Linked DNA regions of Gossypium hirsutum: region 2 is linked to region 1. A link is a contact called in public Hi-C data. All regions are on one chromosome and are shown on one strand. The core of a region is the stretch at or near the end of the contact, and the rest is flanking DNA. Distances in the headings are between cores, read along the strand shown.

Region 1 (5,094 bases), core at 2,187-4,686:
TGTGGCATGAAAATGAGGGAGTTTGAATGCTTAATAAGGAGGGAAGAAGGAGTGTTCATGTTTTCTTTCTTTTGCAATTGTCGTAACTAGAGGAAGAAGAGGAAGCAAGATTCGGCCAAGGTGGTCCTTTAGATCAAGGTATGTTCAATGATATTTTTGGAAGTTTACACAACCTTTGGGTGATGAGTCTAAATTCTATCTATCCCATGGTTGGATTTGGGGTTGTTGGAGAGTTAGGATTCGGCTAAGGAGCTTAAAAAAATTTTAGTTGATACCTTGATGCTATTAGCATGCTAGTTATATGGTTGTGTTAAGTTGCTTGTTATGTTAGCATGAAAGTTGAAATTGTTAAGCTATTTTGTTGGAGGTGCCGAATTTAGGACTAGGAAGAGAATGAGTATTCGGCTAACATAGTGGAAAGGTGGGTGTTGCCGATTGCTAGATTTAGACTATGGGAGTGGCTATAATGGGCATTAAGATGTGGAACTTAAGAAATGTAATTATATGTGGATTTACATGATGTTATAGTTGACATTGTACATGTATACATACATTCGGCCATCTAATTGAGTATGAAGGTGGTGTTAAATCTAATTGTGATGCCCATTCCGAAGTATATATATATACATATATATGTATATATACACAAGTATGCCCATTCGGGATGTTACCTTTAATTATGTGTATAATCGACTAAATGGGTAATTAGTGAGGATGGTTGCCGAATATACAAACATACATATGCATGTGTAATTGAATTATGAATGTTTAGCAAGATGGCTAAACTAGTTGATTTATTGATTAAGCTCAAGGAGTTAAAGGAGGAGAATCAAGCAAAGGCAAAGAAAAGATCATCGAGTAGCCGAATTGGAACCGTCTTACCCAACACCAAGTAAGTCATTAAGCATATAGTTGGTATTAATTCAAATGGTCATAACGTTTATGTAATGATGCTGAATGGAATGAATAAATATATATATGCATGTACGTATGTGATGATGAAAGTGTTGAATGAAAAGAAAAGAGGTGAGATGTATTGAGTTGTTGATCTCGGCACTAAATGTGCGGGTATAAACATTTATGACCATGAGATTGGCGTTAAGTGTGCGGGTTTAAATTGTGCAGCACTAAGTGTGTGAATTGACTATGTAGCACTAAGTGTGCGAGTTTGACTATGTAGCACTAAGTGTGCGAGTTTGACTATGTAGCACTAAGTGTGCGAATTGACTATGTAGCACTAAGTGTGCGAGTTTGACTATGTAGCACTAAGTGTGCGAGTTTGACTATGTAGCACTAAGTGTGCGAGTTTGACTATGTAGCACTAAGTGTGCGAGTTTGACTATGTAGCACTAAGTGTGCGAGCTTGATTATGTAGCACTAAGTGTGCGAGTTTGATTATATAGCACTAAGTGTGCGAGTTGATTATATAGCACTGAGTGTGCGGACTTATTATATATTTTTGAAACATTATGGACACTAAGTGTGCGACGTTATTGAGTCGATCACGGACAGCGGATCGGGTAAGTACCTTGAGTTCATGGCTAATAGGTGCTATGTCTATATTTGGAGTTGAGCCTGGTAAGTTTGAACCTATGTGACAAATATACTTGAAGTCACGTACATAAGATTTATCGTGGAATAGGTGAAAGGCCGTTTAGTTGTATGATTGTAACGAAAATAAAATGATGTATGAAAATGCCTCAAATATCCTATTGATGAGTATACGGAATGTGAATGCATGATTTGGTATGAGATTGAACCGATAGGTCTGAGGAACCATGGCATGGTTCGGTATGGATGGAGTAACTAGCCTCGTTCCATTTTATTTCCTATTGTGATAATGTTATTAATGGGTGGTAGTGCATTGCTTATGACTTACTGAGTTATAAACTCACTCGGTGTTTCCTTGTCACCTATTCTAGGTTTCTTGGACTCGTCTCTTTTTGCGTGGTCGGGCCGTCATCGAAGTCATCACACCGGATAGCAAGTTTTGGTACTTTCTTCTTAGTTGGCTTAGGAGAACATTTCGGCATGTATAGGCTATTATGTTGTGTTTGAACTTTGGTATGTAATCTTTTAGCCATGCGAAAATGGCATAAATGTTCGGTTGGGTTTGGATTCATAACGTTAGGTCGCAAATCTTGATAATTCGACCTTTTTATGCCATACGTCATGGTTGCTTATTTTGGTGTTAAAATTCATGATATGGCAATAGTGTAGTAGGGGAAAGTTTGACAATGATTAGCCTTTGGCATGGCTAGTCATGATCATAATTGGTGATATGTATGATGAATTACTAGTTAGATCAAGGAGAAATCATGAAATAGGCATAGTTGCTTTCGTAACAGATGCTGGCAGCAGCAGTGACGCGAGATCGAAAAATCACTAAAAATAGTAGGAGTGGAATTAATTGATGAATAAATTATGTATTCGAAGCTCGATGAGTCTATTTTCATATAGAAGTAATGAAAAGATCATATGGACAGTATGTTAAGAGATATTCAGGTTCTCGTGAGACAGGGCCAGAACGGTTTCTGGATTCCCTGTTCCGACTTTGGAGATTTATTATAAATTAAACAGAGATAATTAGGAGTCATGCCATATATGTACAGATTCCTCTCTGAGTCTAGTTTCTATAGAAACAAACGACATCAGTATTGAAGCTCTGTGCAGGGAGATATCCAATTCGTAATGCGCAAGGGTCAGTGTAGTCGATCCCTGTGACATGGGAGACTTTGACTAATAAACTGTACTAATTGGCCCGACCAAAAATTCTAGAAAAAATTATGGAGATGGGCATATGAGTCTAGTTTCAGGGAAAAATCACGAAACTGATTTTCGAGTTGTGAAACTCAAGATATGATTTTTAAAGCGACTAGTACGCAGATCGGCAGCTTGTCTGGGAAATGTCGAATAAGTGGTTTGAAGTCTGTTAACACCTCGTGTTCGACTCCGGAGACGGTATCGGGTTCGGGGTATTACAATTTAAACGTGCAACAATGCATAGCATCATAACAAATTCATAATTTCATCACATCATCATTTGTTAGGCTCAAAAATACCAAAAAAGGGAATTGAGATATTAAAAACTTTAAGTGTCTTACAAATTTTTAAAATAAAGGAGAAAAGGTAAAAAAAAAATTGTACAATCGACTTATAATAGTTCGGCCAAAAATACTTACCTCTACTCGCTTAATATACCTCAACTAAGGATTTTTCAAATCATTATAAATTGTTAATTTTAAAATTTACCAATTCGCTACTAAGATAGAATATTTTCTCTAAATTTTATGGTTTTATTCAACATCATTTAAATATTATAATATTAATAAATTTTAACTTCATATAAATATATATTTTTTACTTTATAATATAATATTTAAAATGATTTTTTATTTCTCAAAATACTTTTTAATAGTAATTTGAGAAGCCCAGCCCAGGAAAGCGTCGATGTTCATTATGGTATGGCGTGATGCGGCGGCGTTTTAACAGCCTGCCTTGTTTTGCTTTGCAAGAGCAAACAGATACCAGAACCGAAGGTATTTTTTTCTACGAAAAATACCAGCATCGCTAAGCTTTCTCGTTGCTGAATCTCACCCTTTGTCACAAGTAAACCATCTCTCAGTTATATTTTTCGAGTTAAGTTACTTTCCAGAAATAAACTATTTTTTCCTCTCTCTATCTCTTTTTTTCTTTTTTTTCTTTTTTAGGTTTTGGTAGATCTAATAAGATCAAGTCGATCCAAACATGTTTCTCACCAGGTACCAAATCATAGCATATTTATTACTGCTAAACTTTAATTATTTTTTTTTCCTTTTAAATGTTTGGTTGTTGGCCTTGTAGGACTGAGTATGACCGTGGAGTGAACACATTTTCTCCGGAAGGGAGATTGTTCCAGGTGGAATATGCTATTGAGGCGATCAAGGTAGAACCTTTTTCTGTTTGTTTCCTTTGAAAATCATCAAACTTAAGAGTTTTCTCTAGGAAAATATTTTTTTTCTCAGATTAGCATATTTAGTCCTTTTGGGTGTATTTCAATGTAAATGGCTTCTTTTTTTTGGGGGGGGGATTGAACTGCAGCTGGGTTCAACTGCAATTGGGTTGAAGACAAAAAAAGGTGTCGTTCTGGCTGTTGAGAAGCGTATTACTTCACCACTTTTGGTATGCACTGCACTCTTATTTCATTTAATGTTATTATAGTCACTTGTATAGTTAGATTTACTTGTTTGCAATCGAGGAAAAACTAAAAAGGCTTTCTGCTTTGCTTTAATTGTCTTGTTTGCTTAACTGTGGTATTAGAGGATTCCTTTTCTTTTCTTTTCTTTTTTTAAGATGTGAACTTCTAGGGTCTTGAGGAGTCTCTTCTAACAAATAAGTCTTCACTCTTCAGTTGCATACAAGTGAGTGTTGGTTGATTTTCATGACTCTAGAATTGAAGATCAGCGTGTGCCATCAGAGTTGTCAGTTGCTTATTCCTCCTGCATTCCCACTCTATTGTTGGCCCCCATATTGTGCTAACAGCTCCATGTGATTTAATGTCTAAGCCGTGTTCGGTATTATATTCAACTAGCTTCCGCCTCCTTTTTTTTCTCAGTATACTACCATGCCCCCTAGAGTTCCTTTTCCTGTCACTTGTTTACTTTGAATAAAAGCTTGTGCACTTGAAGCTGCACTCTTGTAAAAACCTACCACAAATCTAGCTTATGGAATGTGTCACATATATTAGATTCTACGGAATGTAGATGGTTGCCATTTCTTTCAGGCCTAATAGGTAATGGATCCTCTTTCAGGAACCTAGCAGCGTTGAGAAGATTATGGAAATTGATGAGCATATAGGATGTGCTATGAGTGGGTTGATTGCTGATGCCCGTACACTTGTTGAACATGCACGAGTTGAGACTCAGGTACAGTACTTACTAGTGCCATTACACTTTGATATGAAGTTATGTGACTTTTATGTTGATATCTGTTATATTCACACAGAACCACAGATTCTCATATGGTGAGCCAATGACAGTAGAATCCACAACACAAGCTCTTTGTGATCTGGCCCTTCGATTTGGTGAAGGAGATGAAGAATCGATGGTACACCTT
Region 2 (5,306 bases), core at 2,350-4,849, 660 kb after region 1:
CATATGGCCATTTACAAAATGAATTATCAACCAATATAGGCCAATGCATTAAGCCAATTCAATTATGACACATAACAAAATAACCAAGTCCCTATACATGCCATAACTCAAAATGTCAAATTCATTGGTACCCAAAATAATCAGTTGATGGTGTGATGGAGCCTCCGATGATCCCTAAATCTGAGCTAGCTTGGCGACACTATAAGACAATGGGAGTAAGCTATATAGCTTAGTAAGTTCCCATGCAAATAATAGGCATCATAAATACACATTTAACATACAATCAACATGATGATAATTGAGATAAATATTACTAAGATCTTATAATCATAACTTACTCAATCATAACCTTACTAAGGGTTCATCACATAACGAGCTCATTTTGTATGAGTTTTACACATACCTGAGTCATCTCGAATTGGATTTACACAAAATTCATCTTTGACATACTCGTTTAGTTACCCGTTGAACCACTTGGAATATTAAAGGATACTCGGGAGTTCTGCACACACGGTGCCATACCAATGCCATATTCCAGATGTGGTTTTACATAGAATCTCGTATCGATGCCAATAGCCCAGCTATGGTCTTACATGAAGTCTCATATCAATGCCAATAGCCCAGCTATGGTCTTACATGAAGTCTCATATCAATGCCATATCCTAGATATGGTCTTACACGAAGTCTCATACTGATGCCGTATCCCAAATATGGTCTTACACGTAGCCTTAGTAACCCTAATGTCATGACATTTGTATCCTATCTATTCCTAAAATTCAACAGAGATTTCACACTTGTCTAAAATTTTTCGAACACGTTCAATGGTTAATCATAATTCATAAAATAATAAAGCATTTAAAACATAATTAAAGCAATGCATTATTTACATAAGAACTTACCTCGGTATAAAATAGTAGAAATAGGACCTACTCGTCAAACACTTTGTTTTTCCCCCGATTTAGGTCCGAACCTCGTTTCTCTTGATTTATAATAGCAAATTTAACTCATTTATTATTCACATTATTTAATTCAACCCAAAAATTACGTTATGGCAAAATTACATTTTGCCTCTAAACTTTGACATTTTTATACTTTGGTCCCTAGGCTCGTAAAATGAAATAAATTCAATTTCTTAGATTCTCAAGCCTATTCAAACCTCTTTCATGCTTATAAAAGCTCACAATTTTCATTTAATCGCACTTTTACACACATTTTATAACCTTTTTACAAATTGGTCCTTTTGACATTTTCATCAAAAATCACCTAGCAAAAGTTGTTTATGACACACCAAACACACATTTTCTACCATTAGACATCAAAATACACACATATCTAACATGGTTCAAACCCTAGACCTTAATCATTTCTCAAATTAATGGTAGAAATAGATAGATCGAGTGATAATGACTTCAAAAATGTAAAGAACATTAAAAACGGGGCAAGAACGGACTTACAATCGAGCTTGAAAGTGGCCAAACCCTAGCTATAGCTTCCCTTCTAAATTTTGACACAAGCATGAAGAAGATGGACTATATTTTGGCTTGATTTTTTCTTTTTAATTCATTTAGTTACTAAATGACCACAATGCCATTTTCTTAAAACACTAAAATTCTCTTACCTCATGTTTATTTTTGTCCAAATTAAAGTAAAATGGTCTAATTACAATCTAAGGACCTTCCATGTAAAATTTCAAAGAAATTTGACAACTCTAGTACGTAGAACTCAACTTTTGCATTTTTTACAATTTAGTCCTTTTTTGCTAAATTGAATGCTCAAACGTCAAAATTTTCGAACGAAATTTTCATGAAATCATTCCAGAAAATTTTAAACCATAAAAATGTGATAAAAAAGTTTTACTACGTCAGATTTGTGGTCTTGAAACCACTGTTCCGACTAGGCCCAAAATCGGGCTGTTACACTAGAAGTCTTCTAACTTCTAAGCATAGATTTGACTTAGTTAATTCCCTGCATAGTTCAAGATAGGCCCGTGGCAGGCTTTGGCAAAGATGGCATTGTGGAAATACGAGTTAAGATGGAGATTTGTTGAGTATGCCTCATATTTCAATCAAATTTGAGAGATAATCTTCCAATTAAACTTTATTTGTTTGTTTCAGTTAAATTCTGATTAGTCTAGATTATTTTATTAGTATTTGACCTACGAATTTAGCCTATAAATAGGCTCTTTTACAACCTTAGAAAATACACCTATTAAATATTGAACTCATAACACTTTTGGAGAATTTTGTGTTTAGGTTCTGAAGGTTCTTTGTTTTGAGGTTTTGAGGTTTAGTTTTTATTTTCATCTTTTATACTCTTCGTTCTTTTTCCATTACAGTAAAAATATCTTTGCCCGTGGTTTTTTTATCCTCTTTGGGGGGTTTTTTCACGTTAAATTTTTGTATTCAATTTCTCAATTTTTTCCGCTATTTTTACTTGTTCGTTGCTTAATTGGGTTGATCCCCAACACCGGTGTGGCCAATTGATTTCCAAAACAATCTATCCATCCGGCTTAAAGAAAATAAATTACTAAAAATAAAAAAAAATTAAAGAAATTATAAAATTAATTCAATCGCCAGTTCAACTGGTTTTTTAGCTCGATTCAAGTAGTCCGTACCGATTCTAGGTTAACTAGATTTTTATCTCTCATCAGACCAATACCCAACTAGTTCTTGATTCAATCAATCCGATTCGATTTAGATAACATTGAATTTTGAAAGTTTTTATATTTAAAAATATTTTTAAAAAATATCTTTTTATTTTTTATTTTTTATTTTAAAGAGTTTTATTTTTACTAAAATTATATTTTTTAAAATATTTATTTTTTAAATAAGAAAAAATATATTTTTTAAAATTTTATAAAAAAAATAATGTACTTTTGAAGGGTATGGACCAAATTGATAAAAACTATAAATATTGAGGGCTAAAAAAGTTTAAAATTTTAAAAAATTTGTAGACCTGTGAATTAGAAGAGACTGGTTGAACTAAATTAAAAATCAGTTGAACTAGCAATTAAACCAATTTTTATAATTTTTTATTATAAATTTTTAATAATTTATTTGCTTTGAACCAGTTATATTGGTTATTCTAGGAACCAATTGGTTAGGCCAATTCAAAATCGATTCAACTATCGATTCAACCAATTTTAAGCTTTTTTCAATTAGTTTGTACCAGTTCGTTAGTCAACTAATTTTTACGTCTCGCCGAATTAATACCCTAATCGATTCCCTATCCGGTCCGGTTTATATAACATTGAATTTTATAAATTTTTATAATTTTTTATAATTTTAATGAATTTTTATCTTTTTTAATAAATTTTTTATTTTTTAAGAATTATTTTATTTTTGACATTGTTAACTTTAATAGTAAAATTAAATGGAGGACTAAGATTTTTAAATAAAAAATACATAAATTCAATGTCTCAAAATTAAAATATATGAATTAAATTTTAAAATTTGAAAAAAGTATAGAGTCTTTTGGGATATTTAAACCAAAAATATAATTCGACGGGTTACACTTGAATAAATTCTGCATCCGGACTTGTACTTTGAAGCCACCCCTTCCCATCCTTACAGTAGAAGACACCAAGACCGGAAAAGTACAATCCTAATAGCTAAGCTAAGGTCGGTTTAAATTCTTAAAACACCTATTTCCTAGCTTCCCTGCAATTAGATTCGGACACGTGTACTACAAACCGGCATTGCAAAAATTTTCCACTAATTAACCCATGCCTCCCCCACTCACTCCCTCTCTAATAATAATAAACATAAAATAAAAGAATATGCGTTGAGTAATCAATCGGTTTCTTTACACACGAAGGTAGTTTTCGTAATTAATCGGAGAATTTCAGTGAATATCGAGCTCCTCAGGTTCGTTAATTTTAAATATTCCGATTTGCCGTGTTATTAGGGTTTTTTCCCCCCAGATTTTCCTCATGTTTAGGTTGTCATGTTTTATTCTTTTTTCACATTCCGTGTGTTTGTGTGTGTATGGGTTTTTTTTTTTCGTTTAATCCGTAGATGATATATCTCAAAGTTTATAGCTCTGTATTGCGATGAAGCATGTTAGCTATGAGAAATAGGATCTGAATTTCGATTTCTTTCTTTCTCTTTAGTTTTCCCAGCAGCCAAATACAAGGTTACAATGCCGGAGATCATGGTCCTCTCTCCTTTCTCCAATATTGTTTTTAGAAAGCATTGACTATATTTCTCGTCTATGTTTGAATGTGATATTACAAGCTTTCTGAGGTAATTATAATTGTGCTTTTGTTTAATATTTTAGGGATAAACTCATGGCAACTGCAACTATGGCTACCGCAGCTGGTGCAGCTGCTCTTCTGTACTATACATTGAATCGTAAATTGCAGACAGATAGGTCTGGTAACGATGACAATGAAAATGGAAGTGATTTGTCCAATAATCCTTCTTCAGGGCTTGATCGCGTTTCGCATAGGTTAATTCAAGCTCCTGCAACGTGGGTAGAGACGATTTCTACTTTGTCTGAAACTCTTAGGTTTACATACTCTGAGACTCTAGGGAAGTGGCCCATTGGAGATTTGGCATTTGGGATCAACTTCTTATTGAAGAGGCAGGTACCGTATGCATCCTTTGATTTTTATTGCTGCTGTAATGTTTGATGCCATGATTATTTTATTGGTTTCATTTACTCTGTTTTGAGGACTGTAAAACAGATTGGCTAGTAACTAGAATACGAGTGTTTGGGAGGGGTGGGGGAAGTTGTTTTTAAAGAAGTTGGCAGTTTCATTTACATACGAGAGATGATGGGTGTTGGACTAATGCTAGTTTTTCTGCCAAATTTCATGATTCTGCTCCAGTTAGTTTAAATCTACTATCATTCGACTTTCTTGTTAATTACAGTGTTCATATCAGAATCATGAGTTCAGAATTCTGAATCCTTTTGTTATGCCACTACCATCATGAACCTAACTTACATTTCAAATTTTGTGTTGAGATTTATAAGTAAGGTTTTTAATCTAAAGGCTGAATCCAGTGCAATGGATTTTGGTTTGTTTTTATGTCATTATCTGTTTTGTACTTAATCCATGCATGGTTCTCACAGTTAGGAGTCAAGACCTATCATGCCTCTGTGCAACAGGTATAGTTGTATGATGTCTTAACACTGCATTTCATTGTAAACCTAATGCATCTCAGTATGAGCATCAAAGACAAATTCATTTGATGTTTTTAAAGCCATGTTACAGTACATGTATTTGTTTGTTCTTGGGCAGAAACATATTTTCTCCATACGATGCTCTAGTTTTATTGTACTGAGATAATTATAGAACTTGA

Evidence for each region. A called contact is a pair of places that touch in the nucleus more often than the background predicts.
Region 2: a Hi-C map of leaf shows a contact between it and region 1, with 6 times the contacts expected there. The contact joins the promoter of LOC107962268 here to the promoter of LOC107940582 in region 1. A contact is called at or near these places in 5 of 34 Hi-C or Micro-C datasets (callus, hypocotyl and leaf).

Annotation. Positions count from the first base shown.
Region 1 is chrA06:113,288,625-113,293,718 of Gossypium_hirsutum_v2.1, forward strand. LOC107940582 (proteasome subunit alpha type-5) reads left to right here and starts at 3,437. Exons shown (of 10, transcript XM_016874020.2): 1 at 3,437-3,609; 2 at 3,711-3,761; 3 at 3,844-3,925; 4 at 4,081-4,161; 5 at 4,791-4,904; 6 at 4,984-5,085. The coding sequence starts at 3,748.
Region 2 is chrA06:113,950,546-113,955,851 of Gossypium_hirsutum_v2.1, forward strand. LOC107962268 reads left to right here and starts at 3,600. Exons shown (of 9, transcript XM_016898585.2): 1 at 3,600-3,866; 2 at 4,112-4,155; 3 at 4,279-4,588. The coding sequence starts at 4,289.